Linked DNA regions of Sus scrofa: all the other regions are linked to region 2. Evidence: chromatin contacts called from public HiChIP or PLAC-seq data. All regions are on one chromosome and are shown on one strand. The core of a region is the stretch at or near the end of the contact, and the rest is flanking DNA. Distances in the headings are between cores, read along the strand shown. Region 1 holds the start of EGFR (epidermal growth factor receptor). Region 2 holds the start of SEC61G (protein transport protein Sec61 subunit gamma). Region 3 overlaps EGFR (epidermal growth factor receptor).

Region 1 (4,339 bases), core at 870-3,369, 170 kb after region 2:
CTGTGCAGGGTCCGGTCTGGGCAGAGCTCTGCTCTCTCAAGAGGATGCCATTTCTGCCAGCTCAGCCACACGGCTTTTACTTAACAAGCAACGCATTTATGAGTACACTCTGCTACCTGTCAAGGAGCATAAAGTCATCCTGAATGTCACCTCTCCCATCACAAGCTCCACAAGTTTGAGGAGCAACTCAATATTCACATGCACGTCCCAGGAAGATGCTGAGTGGGCCTGTTCCTCTCCAGTCACTGGGACCAGTCTCGTACTGGCTTGTGTGCCTGGAGTGTCACACTGCCTCCTCAAATAATAGTTTACAGGGAGCTCTGCTTCTTGAGACGCTATCAGGTCACAGGACGGCCATTGTACCAGGACGGCACCATGACGGCTGTTGATTACAAAGAAGTGGTTCGTGAGAACCCTAAAGTCTTTCTTTTTTTTTTTTTTTTTTTTTTTCCCACACTACTGGCATATGGAAGTTCCCAGGCCAGGGGTTGAACCCCAGCCACAGCACACACTCAGCTGCCACAGAGACACTGTAGGATTCTTAACCCACTTCCCCACAGCAGGAACTCCAGAACCCTGAAGGCTTTACACACTGACTTCTTTTGTGGGACTCATGGGAGAAATTCTTATGCATGCTTAAAAAGTCACTGTAGCTTCAGTAGCTTGGTGTTTTAACACACGGACAGTTCGATTTGTGCTACCACACAAATGTTTCCTTTATAAAGGCTTAGGACCCCATCTGTGGCCCTTGTTGGGTAAATGTGTGGAACTCCTGTGAGCAGATGAGCTACAAGACACACCCTGGCTGCGTCCTCTGCCCACTGCTGTCACTTTGGTGCCCTTCTCTAGCAGGTGGCGCTTTTCTTTACAGACCATTTCTGCCTTCGTTTGAAGAGCGTGGAGGGACCAAAGCCATGGCCTGCAGAACCTACAAAGCCTTCTTCATCCTTAAATGGATGAAGGGACTTCCTTAAAACAAAGAAACAAACACAAATGATTCTCATCTTAAAGTTCCACGGACCCAATGCTCGGTAAGGAAAGATGCAAAGCTTTGCTCCCCCACATGTAGGAAAGGCCCTGCTTTAGCTCCACTTACTGCAGGTTTATGATTCCTGCTTAAAAGGTGGGGCCAACCAGAGCTGAAGGCCCGCGAGAAGTCACAATGGGTCTTGTGGGAGAGGGAGTCGGCTGTAGACAGGCAGAAGACATCTGTCCTGAAGGAGGAGGAGGAGTAGGGCAGGGCGGGCTTTGCTGGAAGCATTTAGCTAAAACCTTCCTGCAGCCCGAGAAAGCCGGCTTTCTTCTGGCCGAATCCTGAGTAGGTTTCCCCGGCTTTTCTCCTGTCAGAGTTGCAGCGTGGTTGTCTTCAGGCAGGGGGGCCCACAGCTAGTGTGTGTGCTAAGCCTTTATTCTAAGTGCTTGACTTTTTTGAAGTGATTTCCTGCAATCATTCGTCTTTCAAGTACTGCTCGCTGGTGCACGGCCCATGAAATGCTGCGGGCTCCTTTGGTGCCTATGCATTCACTCAACAAACATTTCCCCAAGGCCAGAATCTGTGCTAGAGGTGGGAGTCCTTATTTCAGATGATTTCAAGGGTGCTTGACGGGACCTGAAGGACCCTGGGACTTGAGTGCATCTCAGAGGCCAGGGGGCGCCTCTGCCGCCAGGCCAGCCTCTGACCCGCCCTGGGATCCCGAGGTGCTCAGAGAAGTTGGGGCCACAATTAAACAGTGGTCTCCCCCGCTGGGCCAGCATCCGGCCTTGGGCAGAAGGCTCGGTCTGCTCCGCGCCGGGACACGTCTGCTCTGCAACTTGGAGGACGGCGGAGGGGAATGGGCAACCCGGGGGCAAAGGTGGCTCCAGGAAGGTCAGGTCGCCAGCAGCAGGCAAGTGGGCGAGGACCTGCCCTGCCGGCGGGGCAGCGCGGGGCAGTCCTCCCGGGGCTCGGCTCCGCAGCCCGCTCCCGCGCGGCGCTCCTCCCGCTGTCGCCTCCTCCGCCCCGCGCGCCGCCCGCCCCTCCTCCCGGTCCCTCCTCCTCGAGCCCGGCCTCCCCGCGCCCCCGCCCCCGCCCCCGCGAGCCAGACGTCCGGGCGGCCGGCGCAGCGCGCAGCCTCCGCCCCGGCTCGGAGCTCACGCCCGCGGCCCGCGCGATCCCCGTCCGCTCCGGCCGCCGAGCCCGCGCCCCGCGCCCCGGCCATCGCTGCGTCCCGACCGAGCGCCGAGCCCCGCGCGATGCGACGCTCCTGGGCGGGCGGCGCCGCGCTCCTGGCGCTGCTGGCCGCGCACTTCCAGGCGAGTCCGGCGCTGGAGGAGAAGAAAGGTAGGGGCGACCGCGCCGCCGTCCCGCCCGTCCTCAGGCGGCCGCGCAGCCTCGGGCGCGGCGGGCCGAGGAGCCCGAGCGCCGCTTCCCTTCCGCCCTCCCGGCCCCCGCGGGGTGGACGCCCCGGCGAGCGCGTCCCCGCACGTGCGCCCGCGGTGCGCCGGGCTGGGGGGCGGCGCAGGCGGGACGCGGGGCCCGTGCCCGGACCCCGGGACCCGAGCGGCCCTCCGCGCCCGGCCCCGCACCCGCGCCCCACGCCGGAGCCAGCTCCCCGACCCCTCTCCTGGCGCGGCCTTGACCCAGAGGCTCGAGAGCTCGTTCCGGGCACTGGCCACCTGCGCTTCGGGACCGGGAGGCCAGAGGTCCTCCGGCCCCACCGCCCCTCCGCGTCCCGCAGCGCCTCCCGCCGTCCGCATCCCTCGGGCGGCGAGTAGCCACTTCCCGGGACTCCCGAGATTTGTCCCCTCTTGCAGCCCTTGGGCGGCGTGTCCGCGCTTCGCAGTGGAAGGGACGGGGCGGTGGGAGCGGCCGCGGCAGGAGGGCCAGTTCTGGGGCGAACGGTCCAGGGGCGGGACGCATCCGGGCCGGCCGGGTCCCCACAGTTTCAAAATATGGCTCACAGCAAGCGTTCCTCCTCAAAATCTAGAGATTTCTCTCTCTGGGATGTGTCTTTTAGCTTTTTGAAGAATTTGACATCAGGCCAACCAAAATATTAAACTTTAAAAAAAAAAAAAACCGGATTGATGTCCGTGGTTCACGTGGGCCAAATGTCCAGACCAAACATGAGCGAGTCTGGCTTCGTGACTACCGACCATAAACCCACTTGACATGAGAAACATGCCTGAGAAGGTTTAATTGCACAATTTCAGACTCAAGCAGCCGGGGTTCCAAGAGTCAGGTCTGTACTTGCTGTTGATGTCACTGGCACAGCGAGACAGGGTTTGGTGCTGAGTGCGATGGTGGGGGGAGCAGTAAGTCCTAAAGCAGTGCACCCCAAACTTGGCTGCAAATTAGAATCGGTTGGGATTTAAAACGAAACAAGACACCTTGTCTGGCTCCCACCCCCAGACTGCCTAATTTCACTGGTCTGGGATGAGACTGAGGCATCTGGATTTTGAAAAGCTCCTCAGGTGCTTCTGCTGGGCAGCCAGGCGTGGATCTCACTGGCCATGGAGGTGAAATCCCTGAAGTGATTACCTGCAAGGGTCAAAAGCTCTTTCAGAACCACTGGAGTTTTAACAACCTTGCAAAATATGGGAAAGAGGAGGTGAGGGATGGTATGAGTGACCAGGCATATGCCTCTTTTCACTGAAAGCGTCTCCTGACGGGTCTCGAGGCCCTGCTGCTCCCTGCTGTGAGCCCAAGGCTGTGGTCCTGCTCCTGAGATAGTTGACCGCAGGGTCCTTTGAGCAGCAGGGGCCCTGCTGCTCCCTGCTGTGAGCCCCAGGCTGTTGGGGGTGGGGGCATCCTTATTTTAAATTAAAGTGTTGGAGCATCTCCAAAGCACCACCTTTCTCCAGAAGAGCCCGCAGCTCTCCGCTGGTACCCCTTTGAACACTGCTGTTACCGCTTGGAGATTTGTTTCTAAGAAAAATATAAATACCACTTAATTTGCCTGTTAATCCCGTATTTGTTTAAAACAGAATGCTCCTGAATAGAATAGTGGGATTAGATGAACAAATGTCATTGGGCTAAAGTAAATAAGATGACCAAGTAGGGCAAAATATTAACCCAAAGTGTGAAAGACCCATGTCAGTCACATTTGGTCAGCTTTGTTCTAGAGAATTTACTCATTTTAGAGAGATCTGTTTGGTTCTAAGATGTAGTGTCTTTGTTCTCACTGCACTTGGTCCTGCCAGACGCTGTTTTAAGTTTCCTTTGAGTCCTCACAAACCATACGAGGTGGGTCCTCTCTAGTCTGTGGGGAAACCCAGGTCTGGGAAGTAAAGCGACTTTTCCAAGGCCAGCAAGAGGCAGAACCCGGATTCACACTCAGGCCTCTGGCCTCCCAGAGGCTCC
Region 2 (4,466 bases), core at 435-2,934:
ACTCACAAGTGTGAAGTGACATTATTTTTGGAATCCCCAGCAGAGCATCAAAACAAAGGCAGTTAGACAACACAGGTTTGGCCCAAATTGTTATCAGCGACAAAGGGCACAAGCTCTTAATGTCATAGGGCTCTCACTGCTAAGGCTAAGCCCCTGAGGAGACACCCACTCCTGACCCACCCTGCTGTCTTCCTTCTGAGGAGGAACTAACAGCATCAGGACTCAGTAAGTACTTCCTACATTTTATTATAAACTCCACAGACACCAGTGTCCAGTGAGGTGAATGTCAACTGTGGTGCTGCAAGTCTAGAGTGGAGACAAATGTGGTTCAGATTGTTCCAAACCTCGGCCAAACAACACTTGAAGAGTCCATGGACTACTAGGTACAAAATTTTCAAATTCCAAAGACTGGCTGAACAGATATCCAGGTTCTGAGAAGCTATCAGCTAAACTCTAAATCTTTACATGTGGACACACCTTTTAAGGAAAAAGGGCTACATGTTTTACCACATAGTTTCTTTTGAGAACCCTATTGCAGAAGAGCAGGGCCACCCGGTATAGAGCTAAGGAAGCCAGCTCACTGTTGGTACTTTATTTCTAGTGCTTGCGGCAGAGGCCAGGCACACAAATACTCTATAAATTTCTGCAGAATGAATGAATGAATGAATGAATGCCACCCGTAAGAGAAGGTGGTGGTTCAAATCCCTTTCTTCCCTTTTTTCAGCCTCTCCAGGCCCAGTTCTCTCACCCACTGTGGAATAATGCATATGAAACACTAAAGCACGCTAGGAACTCTACGAACATCCTGGGCCAGCTACGCTGGGTCCCTCCTACACACCTGTCCTCGGCGATGAAACCGAAGGGCCCTTTCTCCAAACACAACGCACAACACCCAGCCCTCTGCACCGAGCATCAGGGAAGCGGCCTGAAACCCAGTAGGATCCCCCGGCCCAGCCCCACCCTCCCATCCCACAGGCCGGGACTGCGCTCTCCCGGTCACTCCGCCCCACCGCCCCAGACGCAAGCCCCGCGGGACCCTCCGCCGAAAGCGACCCCGCACGGGTGGCCGAGGCGGGGATGCAACGCCCCGCCCGGGGCCAGAGCTCAGCCTGGGGGCCTCGTCCCCGACGCCCTGCAGGAAGGCGGCCGGAGGGCTGGCCCACGCCCGCCGTCTCCGCTAGCCCCCACAGGTGGCCCCAGCGCCCGCCGCACGGGAACTCACCTTCTCGCCGCCGCCTCCGACTCTAGAGACACGTAGCACAAGAGTCCGCACACAGACGCCCACCGGAACCGGAAGCCGGGCTCGGCTACCGCCCGCTCACCTCTCCGTTCATTGGCCCATTGGAGCGACGTCAGCGCGCAGCCGCAGTAGGACGCCTCGGCCTCTCTCGCTGACGGGCACGCACAGTGTGGCCAACGCTCCGGGTGCAGCGTGGGCGGGGCGTGCTCCTAGGCCCTCCGCCGGGTGGGCGCCAGACCCAACCCCACCGACCCACCGCCGGCTCCGGCTCCAGAGACAAGTAACACAAGAGTACGCAGACGCCCACCGGAACCGGAAGCCGGCCCGGCTACCACCCGCCCACCCCTCCGTTTCATTGGCCCATTGGAGCGACGTGGGCGCGCAGGCGCAGTCGGACGCCTAGGCCCTGCTCTCGGACCTGCGCACGGAGTGCGGCTGAGGCCCCGGGGGCGGTGTGGGCGGGGCACGGGTGGGGCACGCTCGCAGGCCCTCCCTTGACCGCGGGTCGTGGGGCGGGGCGTGCTCGCAGGCCCTCCCACTGTGGGCGGGGCGTGCTCGCGGGCCCTCCGCAGTGTGGGCAGGTCGGGGGCCGGGGCACGCGTGGCCTGGCCTGCTCACGGCTGGTTGCTTCTCGATCGGGTCACCTTTGCTGGAAGGCCCAGCGGTCGGGCCATTGGCTCCTATGGGCTTCGTCGCGGGCGGTGACTTTTTGTATTTAATTTTACTTAAATTTTTTTTTTTTGTCTTTTTTTTTTTTTGCCATTTCTTGGGCCGCTCCCGCGGCCTATGGAGGGTCCCAGGCTAGGGGTCGAATCGGAGCTGTAGCCGCCGGCCTACGCCAGAGCCACAGCAACGCGTATTTAATTTTATTAGTCGAAGTGAAACTATAAGCAACGTGGTGTTTTCTATGACAGACCTAACGGGAGACGGTCTCCCACCCCAAACCTGGCCTTCCTCCGTGCCGTCCTGGGACTTCCGCTGGGCTGAGGCCGTCATTTGGGGTTCTCTGGATTTGCACTGGGGACTTAGAACAACATGTGTGTGTTATGTGTGGATTTGCAGACACGGACACAAGGTGGTCACTGGTGAACTTGTCAGCCTGTGATCCTGTGTTTTTAAAATGAAAAGCTCTTTTGACCATTATTTATCGAGCATCTACTGTGTATAACGCTCTACTAGGTGTTCTGGATAAGCCAGACTTGTCATACCCTCCTATCATGGTCTTGTAAGGGAACGCGCAGGGTAGGGAGGGGAACAAGAGAACAAAATGATTATGAAGGAAGCTACATGGCAACTAAAGAGGGGGTTGTGGAGAGGGCGGAATCAAGGTCACTGCAGGCCTCTCCGCAGATGTCACCTGGGCTAAAGGCCTAGGAATGAGGAGTAACTCAGACACGCCAGTCTGTCCAGAAAAGTCTTAACATTCTTAAAACTGAGGCAGAGTTCCCTATGAATTTTGCCATCAGTATGGACCACCCTCAGGACAGTGTGTGGACACTCTGTAAAATATAGATTCCTGACCCAACCCACTCAATCAGACTATCTGGACGTGTAGATATTAGAAACTTTACTTTAGGAACTGACGCTTTCACACATGTGAACTCAGCACTCAGCTGGTCCTGAACTGCCTTTATTCCTGTGGTGCCCTGGTCATGCTCCTTTGTTAGGCTAAGAGAAGATGTGTGTCACAGACCCCTGCTTTGAAAAATTTCTACTCTGCTTCAATCCCAACACATCCTGTAGTCAAATATCCTGTGAAGTAAGTGTCCACAGGCTCCAGTGTTTTTCTGTGACATGGAACAAAAACCTGAAATCATTTCATCACATACCTGGAAAACCTCGGCTCTTACCTGGAAAGAAAGCTATGTCCATCGCCCCAACATACTTATATTATGGCCGCCACGCTGACCCTTTATAGCCCTGATATTTAAATGAATATATATATATACACACACGCATACACACATATATCTTCACGTGTAAGTGATTAGAGTTCCTCCTTGAATTCAGAACTTATGCATGTAGATTTGGAAATACCAAATGTTATACAAGTGCAACACAGCCTTTCCTGGGGAAGGGGAGAGTGGAACTACACCACTGCAACATTCTTATATTTCTCATGAAGTGGTATGCTAGTAGGACTATGTTAAGAATCCAACGCTAAAATAAATTAAAATTGCAAAGCTGTAAAGCTGAAAAATCCGTCATGTATCAGAATGGTGCTCGGAGAAATACACAGTTAACCTAAAAGAAGGTAGGAAAGGAAGAAGAGAGCAAAATGAAAAACAAAGCAGTCCAAAATACCAAACAAATAAAACAGAAAAACAAATATAACCACATCTATAATCTCATTACATCTAAATATAATTTTTATATTTAAAGAGTCCCCTTAAAAAAACACCTCGGGGAGCTCCCTGGTGACTCGGCAGGCTGAGAACCTGGTGGTGTCATTGCTGTGGCTCTGGGTACTGCTGTGGCTCAGGTTCAGTCCCTGGTCCCAGAACTTCCACATGCTGTGAGCTCAGCCCAACAACAACAACAACAACAACAACAAAACAGAGGTCAAAGTGATTTTAAAAAACACTAAGATTTAACTCTATGCTGATTGCATAAACACACTGTGAATAGGACGACACGTAGGTTGCAAGCAAGTAGATGGAAGTACAAACAGTAAGAAGACTTCGTCAGAATTTGGTACCAGGATTTGCTGACATCTGACAATATTAGATAATGTAGACTTTAACATAGGAACTACTGAAGATAAAAAGGGGGGCATTTTGATAATGATAAGAGGTTTACCCTTCATCAAAAAGGTATATCAGTTATAAATTTGTGTGTCCCTAATAACTGAGCTTCAAAATACATGAAACAATAATTAACAAAAAGTTGGAGTTCCCGTCGTGGTGCAGTGGTTAATGAATCCAACTAGGAACCATGAGGTTGTGGTTTAGTTCCTGGCCTTGCTCAGTGGGTTAAGGATCCAGCGTGCCGTGAGCTGTGGTGTAGGTCACAGGTGCGGCTTGGATCTCGCGTTGCTGTGGCTCAGGTGTAGGCCGGCGGCGATAGCTCCGATTAGACCCCTAGCCTGGGAACCTCCATATGTCATGGGAGCCACCCTAGAAAAGGCAAAGACAAAAAATACAAATAAAAAAATAACAAAGGTCAACTCTACAAATAAGAGGGAGATTTTAACAGTCTTTTTCAGCAATTTATAGCATTAGATAAA
Region 3 (4,661 bases), core at 392-2,891, 240 kb after region 2:
GACCCAGAGACCTGCAGCTCGGGGTCCTTTCCTACTCGTTCCCAAGGTGATGGGGTTATTTCAGCTCAGAAAACCTCAAGGCTCATATCAGAAACCCAAACTTAACGCTCATCTTACCCTGCTTTGCTTTGCAGCTAGTGTGCTTTTCACAAATGGAAGGTTTGTGGCAACCCGACGTCAAGCAAGCCTGTCAGAGCCATTTCCCTGCAGTGGCTTCTCCCTCTGTGTCTCTGGGTCACTTCCCGTAATTCTTGCAATATTTGGAATTTTGTCATTATTGGTTTGTTACAGTGACCCGTGAATAGTGTCTCTGATGCTCTTATTGCACAAAGATGACCACTCGCTGAAGTCCCAGAGGATGATTTGCGTTTTTTAGCAGTTGAGTATTTTTAAACTAAGGTATGTGCTTTGCTCTTGGGGCATGAGGCGCCTGCACACCTAGGCGACGGCAGTAGAGTGCAAACACGACCTTTATGTGCACCGGGAACCCGCGAACTCTGCCTGATTCGCTTGGTTTAGGTTTTCACTTCTTCTGGAACCAAGCCCGAAATGCCTCTGGGGCGCCCTGGACGCTGGTTTTCTAAAACAATGAGCAGCTAGTGTTGCACGAACACTCTGTACCGTTCATTTTTTTCATGATGAGGCTGCTGCCCCTCTTCCCTCCCGGTTGGATTCTGGTGTTCCTTCTGGGCCCGGTCTCTCTGGGTCACCTCTCCAGAGCGTCCAGGGCTGCCCCTGTCGCGGTTCTGGTGAAGGCCGAAAGCTGGCTTTGGTAACTTACTGTGTTCGGAAGCGGGCCGTCTGTCTGGAGCCGGCAGCATCTCCCCAGGCCCCGGGCACCGCCTCCGGGACTCCACGCGTTTGGCCATGCCCAGGTAGCGAGGGGCCAGGCCAGCCCACGAGCCCCATGTGCTGTGCTTGGCCGGGCACTGTCATTCCTCCTGCACTTTTGCAGCTTCTAGCCCTTTTCCTCTGCTGATTTAGGTAACATTTCCTTTGTAAATCCTTCATAAAATGAAGACTTTCAACTTGTAGTTAAGCTCATTTTCCCGCTCTAGCCAGTTATCTGTGTCTAAGTGCTTGATAGGACTTCAGAACCCTGGGGCGCGTACCTGTGTGTGTGGAGATCTGCTTGTGGGTCGAGCTGGCACGCCCGCGGACTAAAGCCCGAGAGCATAGTGTGGGGACGAGCCGGCTCTGCCATTCATGCTCAGTTTCCTGGCTCCTTTGTAAAAATTCTATCAAGCTGTATGGGAGTCAGGTGATGGAGATGACCCGTTCCTTAAAAGCGAGTTCTATTTATGGATATTTGACTTTCAGAAGACAGGAAGGTCATGAACCCTGGCATATACGTTCCCTTGGAAATGAGATGGCCCCCTCCCTTGCATGGTGACCAAGTCTGGGCTGTGTTCGCATCTGCCAGCCCCGGGGCGGCTGTGAGGGGTGCCCGTGGCCCAGCTGAGGCTGGCAGGGCATCAGGGCGGCCGTGTTGCTTGATCGCTCCCTTCCTGAAGTTCCTGGAAGCTCTGCCCAGATGAGATGTTAATAAAGCTGCCCTGCGCGTGCTGTGCAGTGGAGCCGGTGGAATGGAATGACTGCAACGTGAGTTCCTCACCCCGGCTCCTCACCAGCCTCCAGAGGCATGTCATCATCCTCCTCTGCCCGAAAAGGAAGTGGAATCAAGAGAGACTCTGCGACTTTCCCAAGGCCCGAGCCTGTGCGCTCTCTGGAGCTTGAATAACTGGTTCTGGAATTGTAGCTTGCAGGGAAACGCCCCAGAATCTCCGGAGGGGCCTGATGGCACGTGCCTGGAGTGCCCAGCTCCAGCCTCCTGCCCGCTCCTTGCCTGAGGCTCCACATCCTGGGGGGAGGAAGGCGACATGGTCCCTGTGAGAATGACCTCAGCTGACGGAGCTCCCCCCAAACTTCCCGCCCACCATGGTAATAATAACGCAGCAAAACAAAACTCACCAGCCCACATATCCACCAGAGAGCAAATGGGGAAGTAAATTGCCCTTGCTCACCGACAGGGAGTTCCTGTACAGCTCCTGCGCAGAGCCCTTCCGAGGCCCCGGGTGGGCCTTGCAGGCTGCTGGCAGGGCCTCCTGGTTTATGAAATTTGCGTAAGGAGAACGTCTTGTGATTTGCTTGTCATTCCACGTGTTCGCTTTCACGCTGTGCCTAATTTTGGATGCGCGAGTCTCGAGGCCCACAAACCCCGTGTCCTATCCACAGTCACCCAGCAGCCCTGCACAGCAGCAAGCAGATGGCACTAGGTCAGTGTGGCCATTGAGCCGCGGCCAAGATGTAGTCTGTGCTTTGCACCAGCATCCGTAGGACAATCCAGTTTGTGAAAAGAAATGAGCCATATTCGTGTTCACCTGAGCCCCTTTGAAGCAGCTTTTAGCCCTGCCTGTCCCCTTTTGTAGCCTTGGTCTTCTCTGGAACTTCAAAAGTGATATTGACTCTGTTATTTTTTCTAATTAGGAAGAATTTATTTTATAAGAAGTTTGAAAAAATTACAAGTATAATGAGAATCTGTTCTGAGATCCTGCTGCTAACATTTAAAGGTGGTGTCTCTTCCAGCGCAGACCCCCAGCTGCCCTTTGCCTTGGGGTGTGGTCGCTGGAGCAAAGAATCTCCTTTATTTAAAAAATGATGGTGCAGGTAGCTTTATTAGAAATGGAAAGGTCGTTGAGTTTTTTCCAACACCTAAACAGGCTGTGTTTCTCAGAATAAACAATTTGTGGCCTGGCTGGGACCGGGGGCGGGGACCAGTCCTGTTTTCCTACTGGGAGTGTGCTGGCTTAACAGCATATTTCTAAAGACCTAAAAACACGCATGGCCTTCCAACACTCAAGGATTGGTTGACTATATAACTTGACTCTATATGATGAAATACTCCTCAGCCAGTAAAAAAAAAAAAAAAAATTGTAGATACTTACTAAAATAAAAACCTTCCACATGCTGTGGGTGTGACCAAAAACATTTTTTTTTTAAATTTAAACTTGGCAGTGTATTAAATGAACCAAGGCAAGTGTAGTAAAGTCATATTTTTATAAATAAATTCCCTGTCTAACATGTATGCATAGGAAGAATTCTGAGGAGTTCCTGTTGTGGCTCGGGGGTAATGAACCTGAGCCAGACTAGTATCCATGAGGATGCGGGTGTGATCCCTGACCCTGCTCAGTGTGTTAAGGATCTGGCATGGCTGTGGCTGTGGCTGTGGCTGTGGTGCAGGCCAGCAGCTGTAGCTCCAGTTCCACCCCTAGCCTGGGAACAACCATATGCCGCAGGTGCAGCCCTAAAAAGAAAAGAAAAGGATCCGGAAGTCTGAGTACCCTATGAGGACCCTCGGTTTTGTCTGTCTTCCGCTGTTTGCTCATCTGTAGTCCCAATTTTGCATCAAAGAACGTGTTCCTCCAACACTAAACAAACGAAATAATTAAATTACTTGAAACAAACACAGGTACACCTGGCCCTGTGTGCGATGGCAAGCTGTCATCTCTTTGTGATTGGAAGCTTCGGTTTTCTCACTTGATAAAAGGGTCAGGAAGTACTGAAATAACCTCTGACCACAGGAACCCAGGAAGAGTTCGTGGACGGCTGTCTCGCTGAGTCTTCTGACTCCTGGGCCATGTGGCGGCCGCCAGAACCCTGGTCTCTGCAGGAGGCACGGGGAGGGAGCCTGTGTGGCCTCCCAGAGGTCACTTTAGGGACTCTCGACTGCTCTGCTCACACGCGCACATGTCGCCTTGTCCACATCCCTCTGCTGAGTTACTCTCTGGAATTCAGCTGCTGGCAACCCCGTGCCCAGAACGCTGTGAAGACTGGGCTTGCTCTTCCCCACGTCTCATCAATTACATGGGCCTTTCAGATGATTTAACAGGTGGCCGTCCCGGGGTAGCGTGACCCCATCTGACTCCTTTGGTTTTAGACTGTGGAGTGGGTGATTTTTTTTTTTTTTTTAAGTGCTACATTCTTTTAGGAATCAGCAGCCCCCATCTGGCCTTCAGCGTCGGACATCAGCGTGATGGTACAAACCTTGAAAGTCAGGGCAGTGCCCCTCACTGTGAAAAGACAAAGTCGTTGCTTCAAAGAGCTGAGCAGGACACTGGGTCCCAGAGGCACAGGACAAATTCAGGCGCCAGGTAGAAAAAAAGAGTCTTTTGCACTTAGCAGCCTGGAGAGCTGCTGTCAAAGCCACTCTCTTGGGCCAGGGGTGTCCGGGTGTCACCAGCTGTGCCTCTCCTGAGACTCGGGGCAGCCTCAGGAGGCTGTGCCTGCGCTGAGGTGCGGCTGGGGGGAGGCGCCCTCTGCTGACAATCATGTTCCCCCTCCCAGGATCCCCTGTGAGAAAGCACGATTTCACAGTCCTCCCAGGGTCTTCTGCCAACTTCTGTGAACAGATGTGGAATTAAAAAAAAAAGTAAAACAAAGAGGAAGGAGCTCCATTTTCAACTGTATAACTAGAACATTTCTGATAGAAGAAAATAGGCTAATGACTTTTTAAAAAAAAAAAATCTCAGAGATGAAATCAGTGTATTAAGTGTGCCAGGGTTTACAGATATGGGCAGACATCATTTTATTGCACTTTGCTTTATTGAGCTTCAAAGATACTGTTTTGTTTTTGGTTTTCCTTTTCCTTTTTTTTTTTTTTT

The links. HiChIP or PLAC-seq counts read pairs in DNA pulled down with a chosen protein or histone mark.
Region 1: an H3K27ac HiChIP or PLAC-seq map of alveolar macrophages shows a contact between it and region 2. The contact joins the promoter of EGFR here to the promoter of SEC61G in region 2. A contact is called at or near these places in 8 of 47 Hi-C or Micro-C datasets (embryonic fibroblasts, fetal liver, liver and 4 more) and 2 of 2 datasets of contacts at active chromatin or transcription factors (alveolar macrophages and skeletal muscle).
Region 3: an H3K27ac HiChIP or PLAC-seq map of alveolar macrophages shows a contact between it and region 2. The contact joins the enhancer-like site here to the promoter of SEC61G in region 2. A contact is called at or near these places in 12 of 47 Hi-C or Micro-C datasets (alveolar macrophages, embryonic fibroblasts, epiblast stem cells and 7 more) and 2 of 2 datasets of contacts at active chromatin or transcription factors (alveolar macrophages and skeletal muscle).

The regions. Positions count from the first base shown.
Region 1 is chr9:139,300,291-139,304,629 of Sscrofa11.1, forward strand. EGFR (epidermal growth factor receptor) reads left to right here and starts at 2,120. Exons shown (of 28, transcript NM_214007.1): 1 at 2,120-2,320. The coding sequence starts at 2,233.
Region 2 is chr9:139,134,147-139,138,612 of Sscrofa11.1, forward strand. SEC61G (protein transport protein Sec61 subunit gamma) reads right to left here and starts at 1,685. Exons shown (of 4, transcript XM_021063933.1): 1 at 1,223-1,685.
Region 3 is chr9:139,377,965-139,382,625 of Sscrofa11.1, forward strand. The region is part of intron 1 of EGFR (epidermal growth factor receptor); the gene reads left to right. Among named protein-coding and RNA genes, the nearest start is that of EGFR, 78 kb to the left of the region's middle. Within about 2 kb of position 1,642, at least 18 of the 83 cell types and tissues checked have an H3K27ac peak or open chromatin away from gene starts, as enhancers often do. A contact at or near this core is called in alveolar macrophages, where this site is marked.